Linked DNA regions of Mus musculus: regions 1 and 2 are each linked to region 3. The links are chromatin contacts, called in public HiChIP or PLAC-seq and Micro-C maps. All regions are on one chromosome and are shown on one strand. The core of a region is the stretch at or near the end of the contact, and the rest is flanking DNA. Distances in the headings are between cores, read along the strand shown.

Region 1 (4,102 bases), core at 520-3,019, 270 kb after region 3:
TGGTTTCTCCTGGGCTTCTAAAGGCCCATCTGTGTGTCAGATCTAGGATCCCAATAAAAGACAAGCCATGAACTGTATAGTTAACAAAGCCCTATTCTCCACCAATGGAAGGGCTAAGAATGCTACCACATAGCATTTAAGCCCTCCAGCTGAGATTACTCCATTTTACTCTAACTACTTACTTAATGTTTCTACTAATTTCTTGTTGTTTTGTGCTTTTGTGTTTTGTTTTTTTTCTTACTCTCTCTCTCTCTCTCATTTTTTGTTTTTGTTTTTGTTTTTCTTCTTTGAGACAGGATTTCTCTGTGTAGCCCTGGCTGTCCTCCTGGAACTCACTTTGTAGACCAGGCTGGCCTCAAACTCAGAAATCCACCTGCCTCCTGAGTGCTGGGATTAAAGTCTTGTGCCACCACGCCTGGCCTTTTTTTTTTTTTGGTTTTAAGGCATTTATTGTAGAAAGGCAGAGAGAGGAAGAGAGTAGGGAAGGCTGAGAGTAAGAGCAAGAGAATAAGAGGTAAGAGAGTGTTCTCTTTGAGAGAGGCTTTCTCTTCATAACCCTAGCTGTCCTAGAATTTTCTATGTATGGGATTAAAGGAGCCACCACACCTGGGCTCTACTAATAAAATTTTTATTTTATCTTATTTTTATTTTTTATTTTTGGTTTCTTTGTATACTCCTGGCTGTCCTGGAACTCACTCTGTAGACCAGGCTGGCCTCCCAAGTACTGGGATTAAAGGTGTACGCTGCCACCACCGCCCGGCTTTTTTTTTTGGGGGGGGGGGGCAAATGTTTTGCTTGGAGAGCTATGCTTTTGTGTGAAGAATGACTTTTTTTTTTTTTTGAGACAGGGTTTCTCTGTATAGCTCTGGCTGTGGTGGAACTCACTCTGTAGAACAGGCTGGCACTACACGAAAACAGTGAACAATGACTTTAATCTCAGTATGTCAGGGGCAGAAATGTGGATCACTGTGAGTTCAAGACAAACCTGTCTATACACTGATTTCCAGTCTAGCCAAGGCTACACATATTGAAACTGTTTCAGAAACAAACAAACAAACAAACAAAAACAGCATCAAGTGTGGTTAGATGAGCAAAGGCTTAGATTGACAAGTAGTGTAGGGACATGATGCGATTAGACATAATTTAAGAAGTGCAAGTTTGGTTGCTCCCAGTGTCAAATCAAAGCATGATCGCCTCAGTAAATAGCAATTTTACCACTTCTCGTTAGCACTTGCTAAGTCCCACTGGAGAAACCTCTTTTTTGTTGTGGCGGCATCTTGGACCTTGCTCCCTAGAGACAAAATTCGGCTTTTTCTTTTCAGTTCCCGTTGGAATCCTTTTCTAAGGATGAGAGAGAGCAAAGGCAGAGGTGAGAAGGTTCAGATGAGGACTTGATAGGGGCAGAGCACAGAGGGCGGACTGGTGACAATCGATCTTGAAGATTTAGCTCTTCTTCTGGAGAAGGAACAAGTCGTTCTGATAAGCTCTTGCGTGTGAAGAGCGGATTGGAAGAGGGAAAGTAGTGAGCTGTAAAGACTACGATCTCCGTGGAGCGTGGTGACAGACGGGGTAGAGGGAGGTGGGCGACTTTCCACCATTTAGAAGGAGAACTAAGAGGGTACATAGGCAGCACCCAGGCCAATGCTTCTGGTGACCTCAGCCGTCACGGGTGAGTGCGGACTCGGCGTTCCCGCTTCAGGGAGGTGGGCGTGGCTTGCTCGCGCTGTCGTCCTGGCGACCGGGAGGGGCGGGGCCCGGGGCGGGGCTGTAGGGAGGCTGCGTCACTCGGCGGTGGAGATGGTGCGTGTGTGTGGGGGGCGGGGGATACGCTGGGCGCGTCCCCGGGGTCACGTGGTGCGCAGCGCGCACAGTCCTTCTGTCGGTTGGTCTGGAGCGGCGCAGCAGGAGCGGGGCCGTGAGGTGAGCTCGTGGCGAGGCGCGGCGACGCGAAGCCAGCTGGTTGGGGCCGTGTTGGGGGCAGGCCCCGTGCCGCGCGCGCGCTGTGCGGGCGGGACCGGGGACGGACGCCCCGGCCACTGCGGGACCCTGGCTCACTCCTGTTCCCCGACTGGCCCCCGGATCACCCAGCCCCGGAGGGAGGCCCGGGGACCGCTGCTGAGAGCGTGGCGGGCGTGCGAGCGTCGCCCAATCACTGCGGCTACCCGCGGGAATGACGGCCGCTCAGGCCAATCAGCGGGGCCCGAGGGGGCTGGGCCGCGAGGTGCGGGCCCGGGGCGCGGAACGGGGCAGTGGGGGTGGGGATGGGTGCTGAGGCTGCACCCCCTGCTTAGTCCGCGAGATAGGGGGAGGCCTAAGCTGCTGCCTCTGCCGCGGGGACGGGTTTTCGTGAAGTGCCTTTCTTATCCTGATCTGGGAAGCACACCCTTTCCTCACGACCCTGTATATGGGAGTGTCCCCTTTCTCTGTAGTTTGGAAAATCTGGGCGTCCCTCCACTCTTAAAATCTCTAATCTTGGGATTTTTCTCTCGATTTCTAACCGTCCCTGAAAACGGATTGAAATCATACTCTCTTTTCTTTGCTCCCCCATACTGAGGGAACACTCCTATATTCAAACCTAATTAACAGTTTTCCCTTTTCAATTTGGGGTCCAGTCCGTTAGTAGGTTCCTCAGAAATCAGGTCACTAACCAAAGTTATCTAATACTTTATTATTATTATTATATCCCACAACTCCAGGGAGGACGACCTCTGTCCAGGCCTCAGCTCTGGTATGTTTTCAGAAGTTAGTGAATGTGGGGGTCAGTTCTTTTTTTCTTAGTCCTTTAGTGTGGAATGCGCACCCCTTTCAGGCTCTTCTCCAAATCCTGATGCTTCTGGCACATAGTTTGCAGTTTCATCTGTAAGGGGCTTCACTAACGTGTCCTTAAGTATGTCTTGGGGCTGCACTCTTTGATGAGTTCTCCAAGCTACCTTGTTTCTCCGGGGGGGGGGGGGAGGGGATTTGTTTTCCTATCTGAGAGTATCTTTGCTTTCAGTGTCCCTTTAAGGTTTGAGATGCGCCTCTTTTAGCAGGAAACAGACCACCTTTGGGGCGCAGCAAGTACTTCTGGCACACTTTTCTCCTGAATCCTTTCATTCCTAAATGTGGTGCACCCCCCACCCACCCATTTTTCCCACAGCTTCCTTTTTTTTTTTCCTAGTTGAAAGCCATATTTATTTGGCCTGTGCAAATTCCAGGAAGTTATCCCTCTGCTTCCAATTTGTGGGACTTAGAGATCGAACTCAGATGGTCATTCTTGGCTTTAAGTGCTGAGGCATCTAGCTAGACAGTCCGTGTCGTGTCCCCCCCCCCCCCCCCCGCCCCCCCAAGGGTTTCTCTGTGTAGCCCTGGCTGTCCTGGAACTCACTCTGTAGACCAGGCTGACTTGGAACTCAGAAATCCGCCTGCCTCTGCCTCCCAAGTGCTGGGATTAAAGGCATGCGCCACCACGCCAGGCTGTCTCTTTCTCTCTTTCTTTTTTCTTTTTCTTTCTCCCTCTTTGTTTGTTTTTCTTTGTAGCTTTTCTGCCATCAAGATAGTTTCAGTCTTAAGTTCCCTTCCCTCTTTGGAACCTCATTCCCTAATGTGCTCTCCCGGGCTCTTGGGCCTTCCTTCCTGTGTTGAGTGCATAGCTGCAAAACACTTCGTCTGTGGCCTCTTCTTTTTTATTCCTCAGGGCAGTTCTTATAGTTACCCCACCCTGAGCTGTTCTTCCCTGATAGGATGCCCTTTCATGCACATGGCTTTTATTTGTCGGTTGTGAGGTTGTCTCCCTGGGTAGCTCAGGTTATCCTGGAACTTCCTAGGTGGCTCAGGTTGGCTTTGAAACCCCCTGCCTCTGCCTTACAAGTGCCAGGGCACAGGCAAGAACTTCCATGTCTGGTTCACATGACTTTTTATAGGTAGTTTATTTTTTTGCAAACAGGAATTCTCTTTTGGTTCATGGCCTGTCCAGACATTTTTCTAGTTTCTGGTTCCTCGTGGACAGTGTTCTGGTTACCTAGTGATGACAGTTCTCCTCCTTGATCGTTCTCCTCGAGAATCCCCTAGTAATTTGTGGTTATCTTGGAGCTCCTACTCCTTTGCTGCTTTACTCTCTGTG
Region 2 (4,361 bases), core at 509-3,008, 340 kb before region 3:
TTAATTAGTCAACTATTCAGCTGGGTGTGGTCATGCCTGCCTGTGAGACCAGTGCTTGGGAGGCTGAGAGTGGAGGATTGCTGAGTTGGAGGCCAGCCTGGGTGACAGAGCAAGATCCTGACCAGGAAAAGAAGTAATGAAACTTGTTAGCTCAAATGCTGTTGGAGATACAGCCCTGGCTGGCCTGGCGCTCAGGCTAGGCTAGCTTTGAACTTGCAGTGCTGGGGAGATCATGACAGCTGGACATTTGCAGCTTGCTGGTTAGTGAATGCGAGTGAGCTCCAGGTTCAGTAAGGCCCTGTCTTTAAAAACAAAAAAAATAAGGTAGAGGGCGAAGGAGGGGGCTAGCAGGTAAAGAGCTCAGACCCCCAATTATGCACATAAATCCTGGGCAGATAGTGAGCAGGCTATAATCCCAGAGGTGCAGAGAGGAAGTGCACTGATCAGGGAAGACACCTGATGCTCAGGGCACCCTCACATACAAACACTGACAGCACATCTGCATCTCACACACACACATACATACACACACACACACACACACACCAGTGTTTGGGTGTCCATGCATATTCATGAACAAAAACACTATACTAGTAATAACTAGACAATGCTAACTGGGCCCCTTGTTTTCCTTTCTACAGATTTAACTGTTCTGTGACTTGTTTGGCTGGTGACACTCAAGTTTGTATTTACACAGCAAGTTCTTTCCTGGTTTTCAATCTAGAACACTCCTCCTGCTCCCTGGGGCGGTCCTCCTCTAATGAGTCTCACCCTGACATCCCAGCCTCACGTGCACTTTTCTCTTACAGCCCATTTCTTCCAGTCCTGTGGATTCTGCTGACTAAATGCAGCGCTTTGAATTCCCTCATGTCTGCCTCTACTGCCAACCCACTCCTCTTCCTGGGCACTTTCAGAGTAGTAAAGGCATCTTAAGTGACTAAAACACACCAGCCTCTCTCTCTTACTTTCAGATCTTGGATGATGACGCTTTCCTGCTTTCCTCGCTTTCCTGCTTTCCTCGTGGCTTAAAGGTTCTCCCACTGAGCTACATCCCCAGCCTCTGTACCCCCAACTCTTGATTCTGTTTTGGAAGCCATCGCCGGATTTCTCTGTCCAGGTTCGTACCTCTATCATAAAAATAGCATTTGCCTTGATACTTCATTGAAGGTTAAATAAGTAAGTGGTGAATGAATCACGAAAAACTTTAAAACGCCCACACAGAAATCCCGTTGGACTTTAATCCCCTGGGCGAGGCGAGTGCGGGCTCAGGGCCTCGGGCTACAACACAGTCGCTTGTCCTGTCTTGTCCCCGTGATGGGCCCCGTCCGCTCCCCATCCCTAGACAAAGTTTGTTCCTGATCTCTCCCAGTTTTTGATGGTGGCTTGTTTATTTTCCCTAGAACTCTGGCTCTAGCCTCGCTAACAGTGTCCGAGCTGGGAACCGGCGATCTGGAAATCTAGGTTCAGCACGCCCAGCACAAGCCCCTCACTGGACACAAGTTTCCCGGTGCTCGCCGCGTTCCCAGCCACCGCGTCATCTGCCCGCTCGCCGCGTTCTAATCGCTCTCAGACCCCTCCCTCACCGCTCTCCTCCCAAGGAAACTTGACCCTCGCCAGCCGCCGTCGCGAAGCCCCGACTTACTCGCTCGTTGTCCAGCTGCTCGCCAAGCTCAAACTCCGCACGCCGTTACCCGGGCTCGGGGGGCGGGGCTTCGGTACGACCCAGTGCGCCTGCGCAGACCGCCCCGCAAGGCTAAAGAGGAGGGGTGGGGAAGGAGCCCTGTGTTTATGGAACTGGACGGCGGCCGGGAAGGGGCATTACATGAGCAGTGACCTGGGCTTTAAGGAATACGTCGGTACTCTAGGGAGAGCCTTGGTTGTGGCTACAACGGCGGGATGCTACCTGTTAGCTTAGTTCCCAGAGAGTTAGAGCTAGTGGCACGCTGTGAGATGGGGACACTCAAAGGCAGAAGAGAGCGTCGCATCCTCTGGGAACCCAGAGCAAAAGTTCTCTTAGCCACCCCTGTCTTCAGCCCCCATGGGGCTGTTTGTAAATATGCAAGTTCATTATCCTCTTCCCTCTATACAGACCCCTCATCCTCTGGCAACCTACAGTAATTTAACTTTGTTTTCCCTAGACTGTGAGAGGTTGATTCAAAATCTGAGTTATCTTGTATTAGTCAGGGTTCTCTAGTCACAGAACTTATGGGTAGTCTCTATATAGTGAGGGAATTTGTAGATGACTTACAGTCTGTAGTCCAACTCCCCAACAATGGTCAACAGCAGCTGTGAATGTCAGTCCAAGGATCTAGCTCAGTCCCACAAGGCAAGCAGGGCAAAGAAGAGCTAATCTTCCTTCTTCCAATGTCCTTATGTAGGTCTCCATCAGAAGGTGTGGCTCAGATTAAAAGTGTGTGCCTGGATCTGGGACTTGCTTTGTCCCAGATGACCTTAAACTCAGAGGTCTCCCTGTCTTAATCTTCTGGAATTCATAGTCACTAGGCCTCAAGATCTCCATGCCAAGATCCAGGTCAGAAACTTGTATCTCCCAGTCTCCAGATTAGGATCACAGGTGAACCTTCCAATTCTGGATTGTAGTTCATTCCAGATATAGTCAAGTTGACAATCAGGAATAGCCACTATATATACCTGATTTTAAAAAAAGATGTTCCTTTCTGATAAAAATTTTCCTGAAATGAATGTATCTGATCAAACCCTAGGGAATTATGCCTAAGATAGCAAACTCCTAATTGGTTTGGTGTAAATAAAAGGTGGGCTCTAGAGTGTGGGGCAGGCTGTTAAGAGCTGGCCTCAGGAAGAAACCTTGAGGCTGGAGATTTAGCAGAGACAAGACGCCATTCTATATATTAGGTACAGACAGACATGATCCAGAGTTAGCTGTAAGTTGGTGAGGCTCCAAGCCATCGCTGTGAAGGGAAAAAAGGGGAGGGGGAATGTCAAATTGAAGAGAGATTTATGAAGGAGAATTTCTACTGACTGTAAATCAGTGGCCTAACCCAGGGACCAAAATCCTTCCAACTCTTTAGATAAAGCAGGTGCCTCTCTCCAGTCTAGGAAGGACAGCCCTCCAGATGTCTCGTATGAATGGGACAGAGTTGGCAGGGAGGTGATCTGGCTGTTGCCAGAATAATGTTTGTGGTCTGATACCTTTTTCTTATTGCTTCTATAATGACCAGGTAGGAAGCAGCTGCCCCGACTGACAGACAAAAGTCACTGTATTAACCAGAGGTAAAGGTAGCTATTTCTGGTACTAAATGAATTACAGTACGCAGGGAGTAAGTGCTGGCTTGTACCTTTAATTCCAGCCTTTGGAAGGCAGAGGCAGGAGGATCTCAGTGAGTTCTAGACCAGCCTGGTTTACATAACCAGTTCCAGGCCAGCCAGAGTTAGTTAGATCTTATCTCAAAACCAAAACAAACAAAAATGAAATTATAATAAAAACAAAAGCACCAAGGCCCAGGACTCTCTATACAGCTTCCTTTCTTCTAAGATGGATCAGCAATGGTCTATCTGGTGATTATGGGTGACATTTGGGGAGGACCCAGATGTTAATGGCCCTTTGGCTGGGTCTCCTCACATTGTGGGAGGTGAAGTGGCTTCATTTCTGTTTTGTAGATATGGCAGCTGAGCCTGAGAGGTGATCTAACTTGTCCAAAGTGACCTGGTTGATAATAAGAGGGAATGAAGGACTTGCCATCCCGGGAAATCGTAGCCCCTTCCCGCTCCTCTCCTTGGATGATTTACTGCTAAATTTTAGCACAACTGTCTCCTTGTCTGTCACTCAGACGTCACCATCACATGACCACCCCTGTCTGTCATTGTCACTCAGATGTTCACCACCACCACCCCTGTCTGTCACATGAAGGTTTTTTTTTTTCATACCAGTCATCAGTGCATGGAATTACTTCTCTTTGTCATTTCATCTCCTGAATGTGAATTCCCAGCACCTACCTTGTTCACTCCCCCTGACAGGTCCATGGGACAGGAAAAGATGGAGAAGCAACTTCTACAACAAAACAGGTTTAACCTGAGAAAATATCAACACCTCTAGGTCAAGAGTCCAGAGGGGCCCACTGCTCACTTACAGACTAGAAAGGGGAGAAGAAAGCAAAGGTAGTGAATAGCACCCCCTTCTTTGGCTCAAGATAAGAGCAGCTGGGGAGGCTGATAGGAGTGTCAGGAGAAGGATGAGCTACTCCTGGGCTGTCACTGAGGGTCAGCAGGCCAGGTGGCAGGGCAGGAGTTTTGGGAAGCAGGTTACTGTCATTCTGGAAATCCTAGTTTCAGGACTTTAAATCACCGTTTAACCAAAATGTAGGGGCTTTACAGCATGCTCTGGG
Region 3 (4,124 bases), core at 1,536-4,035:
GTGAGTCCCAGGAAGGCCAGGGCTACGTAGAGACCACCTTCCCCCAAAATAAAACAGACAGGAGGATCAATGCAAGTTCAAGGCCAGCCAGAGCTACAAAGTAAGACCTCATCCCATACAGCTTGGTCATTTCTCCAGAGATACACAAGTGACGGATACAGAAGCTCAACATGATCAGTCTCTGTGGAAATGCAGCTTAAAAGCACAAACTGGTTCACTCCCATTAGAATGACTATTAACTGAAAACAAAACAAATAAAAACTACGCTTAGAGAAACTGAATGTTTTTGTCTACTGGTGGTGGAGCTGTAAAACAGCACAGGATCTCTATGAATTGTAGGCCATCCCGATCTTGAGTTCCAGGACAGCCAATGCTACACAGAGAAACCCTGCTTCAAGACAAACAAACAAACAAAAGCAAAACTCTGGTGTCAGTGTGATGGCTCACTGGGAAAAGGCAGCCAGATGACCTGGATTTTTATCCCTGGGACTCACAAGCTGTCACTTAACCTCCATATTCAGTGTGGCATGTGTGCCCAGGCATGTGCGCACCCACACACATGAAGAAATAACTCAGATCTCTGAGTTCAAGGCTATCCTGATCTACAGGGCAAGTTTCAGAACAGCCAAAGCTATAAAGAGAAACTCTGTCTCAAAAGAACAAGAAAGAAAGACCGAGAGATGAATAGAGGAAGGAAGAAAAAAGAAAAAAGAAAAAAAAGGAAAAGGAGAAAAAGAAAAAGGAAGGAAGGAAGGAAGCAAGCTGAGGCTCAAAAAAAAGGCAGATACTTAGGATTCTGTCTACAGCAAGTGGTGGAGCTAAGATTTCCACCAAGGCTTCCCAGGTCTAGAGAGGCTCAGTTGAGTGTTAGTGCGGAGCCCTTGCAGCCCAAATCCCAATCCAAGCAGATGAGTAGTAACACCTGCCACTACTTTCATACTGACTTTCACCGTGAACCTGCCCAGGGACGTTTTCATAGCTTCATCTCATTCTGTTACAATGTATAAGACAATCTTAGGGAATAAGCATGTAAAAGAGATTTTCCTTATTTACTTGTGCATGTTTGTACCAAGAAAGATAAACAGGAAATAGAAAAATAGGCCCACCTAATAGAGGGTCGATGAGAGATAGTTTTTATGGATGCTATCAGCAAAGAAATGAACCTGTAACAATCCCTACAACGCTGAGGAACTAGAAATCTAAGAGAGCTGTCCGAGAATCGCCACGGTAAATCCAGGTGTTCACTTCAGTCTCTGGCCCAATCTGCTCTTTCTCCCACCAAAGTATCTGTCTTTAAAAATAATGTAGGGCTCAGCAGTAAACTCCTTACCTAGCATGCATAATAATTAACCCTCACTACACACACACACACACACACACACACACACACACACACACGAGCCGCTGCACATGTGCACACATAAATAATTTACAACAGGCCAGTGACCATTTTCCCCAGTCACCCTCAGAGCTCAATTCCACTTCTGCCTTAGTTAGCATCTGTAATTACTCCAGCAAATGAACCACTCTCTGGGTAACAGGCACATGCCTCTCAAACAAAACCTCTTGAGCAGCAACTGAAGAAGCAGTCTGCCAGGATGGCAAGGAATCTAAGTAGAATGCAGAGTGAACTGATGCAAAACACATGGACAACGCAAAAGACAGCCAGAGGCAGGAGTAATGTCTGCTATGTAAAACAGTGCCCTTGACCAAGTTCTGTAAATGCCTGACTTAAATTACAAACTGCCCATGTCTTCATGAGTAGGGACCAATTCCACTCTGTCATTTTCTTAACCCGTCCTAGAAGTCAGTAGTGACTCTAAAGAGGATTTAAGACCAGAGGATTTAAGACCAAATCTCAGGTGGGAATTGAACAGAGCTCCCCACGAGACTTAGAACCAGTCTAGAAGTCTTTCCTTCCTTCATTCAACAAGTGTTAGGTTGGGCCAAATACGCTGGGCAAAGAGAAAGCCACGGGGCAGTTTCTCCTGCAGCTTTTGCTCTAATAACTTGTGCATTCCACTGAACTATACAAGTAAAAATTCATTTAAAGTTTCTACAACAAACTAAACCTCAGAATCCAAAGGGGCCTGTAACAGAGAAATGTCCTTATTTTTCACATGGACCAGGGACCATCCAGTATCTTACTCAAGGTCACACTGCACAGTGACAGTCATGGACTGGACCCACCTCCCCCGGTCTTCCCCGCAACCCCCTATTCCAGTCAGTGCCCCACGTGTTTTTATCCTGAAGAACGATCCTCATTACATAAAGATCCGAGGCCACTACCTTCTAAAAAGGTGGAGTCAAGGCCAAAACAGGGGTAAGGAGAAGTGGAAAGGTGCTTCAGTTTCCCTGGGGAAAGGCGACCACGCAAAGGAGCTACAGCACAGGCTCCCCCATTTCTCCCCAGCTCCTCCCGCCCCGCCCTCTCCAAGCCCAACCTGGAGACGCGCGTGCGTCTCTAGAAAAGTACTCCTGCACTCACAAGGACTCGCACCAGCAACGCCATGTTCCTCCACAATCATTTCCGGGTGAAAGGTGGGCTTCCGGAATCCCGATTGTCACCACCCACTCAGCCGCTGTCCCCTTGCTAAAGGTAGTCAGGCTCTGGAGGCGGCGCAGGCGTAGTTTTCGCAACTGCGCACCCGCGGTTTTCCTGCCGTGGATCTGAATGAGGTTCCAGGACGCGAGACTCCTCGCCGGTCTTAAGTCGCTGCTGCGCGTCACAAGGGCTCACGTTCTTCCTCTACACACACCCCGGCCTGGCCTCTCACATCCCTCTCATCCTTCCGTTAACCCCTAACAGCCATTTCTTTCCTGACTCCGCCCCCAGGAGACCACAAGGCTCAGACTTCCCAATAGTTAAAAAAGAGGCCTGGGAGTCTGAGAACCTAAGGGCACAGTCCTGGAAAGCCAGAAAAGGAGGTGGTCAAGTACTGACCTGACGCTCGACAGAAGAGGAGCTTGAGGCTCGTGCTTGGCTGTAACACATCTTTGAATACTGACTGATAGGAAAGACTTAGTAAAGGAAGGCCAAGCATTGTGGCACACGCCTTTAACCCCAGTACTCAAGAGGCACAGACAGGCTGATCTCTGAGTTAGAAGACAGCCTTGTCCACAGAGTGAGTTCCAGGACAGCCAGGAGAAACCCTTGGCTCCAAAACAAAACAAACAAACAAACAAAGCAAAATTAGTAATTGAGGAGAAAGAAGGATGCGAGGAGTTGTCTGTGGCAATGGGCAAGTAGATTGTCTCAGTCAAAGAACGCTTACATCCCATGAGAAGTGGACAAGAGAAGACATTGCTGCTTCAGTGACTGACCAGGAGCCAGAGCTTAGAGGCTGAAGCACTTCCTGTCCACCAGTCAATAAAGACCTACTGAGTATTCAGTGTTCATTTAGCCTGCACTGGATACCAAAAAGGTGTGGACAACGCTGAGGAGCTTGTGAGTTAGTGGGGCAAGTACCGGTAGCGTAGGTCTGGGCAGACAACTCGTAAAAAAACAAAAACAAAAAAACCAACCAAACAAAAAAACACCTGATATGAAGGAAACAATAAATAGCTAATAAAAACAATATGGGTGATTACTTGGCCAGCTTAGCAGGATAAAGCCTATAGGAGAAACTGAGAGGTAAAGTGGGATTCAGGGTGATCTTTTGCCCCCTTCTTTCTCCCTTTTAAATAAAATTTGATGTAGCCCAGGCTGACCTCAGGCTCTATGTAGCTGAGGCTAGCCTTGAAATGCATTCATCTCCTGAGTGCCTATGATACTATGTCCAGCCTCTCAATTTTGGTTTGGTTTGGTTTGGTTTGCCTCTGTCTCCCAACTGCTACCACACCTGGCAAAATTCTGTATATTTATCGAGTTTCTGGTTTTTAAATGTTTGCGTGTGAAATGACTAAATTAACCTTGTGACAGAGTAAGACAATGGAGCAATTCCTCCGTCTTGTATTCTTGCTGAGGCCATTTCAGGTTTAATTAGAATTTGATCTCCTTGATGGAGACTCCTGTGGGAAATTACCCAACTCTATTCTAGGAACCCAAGGTCAGGATGCCCTAGTTAACCTGTCTTGGCTCCTGCTTGTGCCAACCTCCCCCTCCAGCTAACTGCTTACCCCAG

What was found. A called contact is a pair of places that touch in the nucleus more often than the background predicts. HiChIP or PLAC-seq counts read pairs in DNA pulled down with a chosen protein or histone mark.
Region 1: a Micro-C map of embryonic stem cells shows a contact between it and region 3, with 2.7 times the contacts expected there. The contact joins the promoter of Phf20 here to the promoter of Uqcc1 in region 3. A contact is called at or near these places in 2 of 39 promoter capture datasets (liver and pre-B cells), 1 of 484 Hi-C or Micro-C datasets (embryonic stem cells), 3 of 115 datasets of contacts at active chromatin or transcription factors (bone marrow-derived macrophages, embryonic stem cells and memory CD8 T cells) and 1 of 9 other capture datasets (adipose tissue).
Region 2: an HNF4G HiChIP or PLAC-seq map of pancreatic cancer cells shows a contact between it and region 3. The contact joins the promoter of Gss here to the promoter of Uqcc1 in region 3. A contact is called at or near these places in 1 of 39 promoter capture datasets (hippocampal neurons) and 3 of 115 datasets of contacts at active chromatin or transcription factors (embryonic stem cells, memory CD8 T cells and pancreatic cancer cells).

What each region holds. Positions count from the first base shown.
Region 1 is chr2:156,194,878-156,198,979 of GRCm38.p6, forward strand. Phf20 (PHD finger protein 20) reads left to right here and starts at 1,770. Exons shown (of 18, transcript NM_172674.2): 1 at 1,770-1,920.
Region 2 is chr2:155,591,052-155,595,412 of GRCm38.p6, forward strand. It overlaps Gss (glutathione synthetase), which reads right to left and starts at 1,759. Exons shown (of 13, transcript NM_008180.2): 1 at 1,643-1,759. Gssos2 (a long non-coding RNA gene) reads left to right here. Exons shown (of 5, transcript XR_001783522.2): 4 at 972-1,117; 5 at 1,401-3,475.
Region 3 is chr2:155,927,525-155,931,648 of GRCm38.p6, forward strand. It overlaps Uqcc1 (ubiquinol-cytochrome c reductase complex assembly factor 1), which reads right to left and starts at 2,786. Exons shown (of 10, transcript NM_018888.4): 1 at 2,489-2,786. The coding sequence starts at 2,512.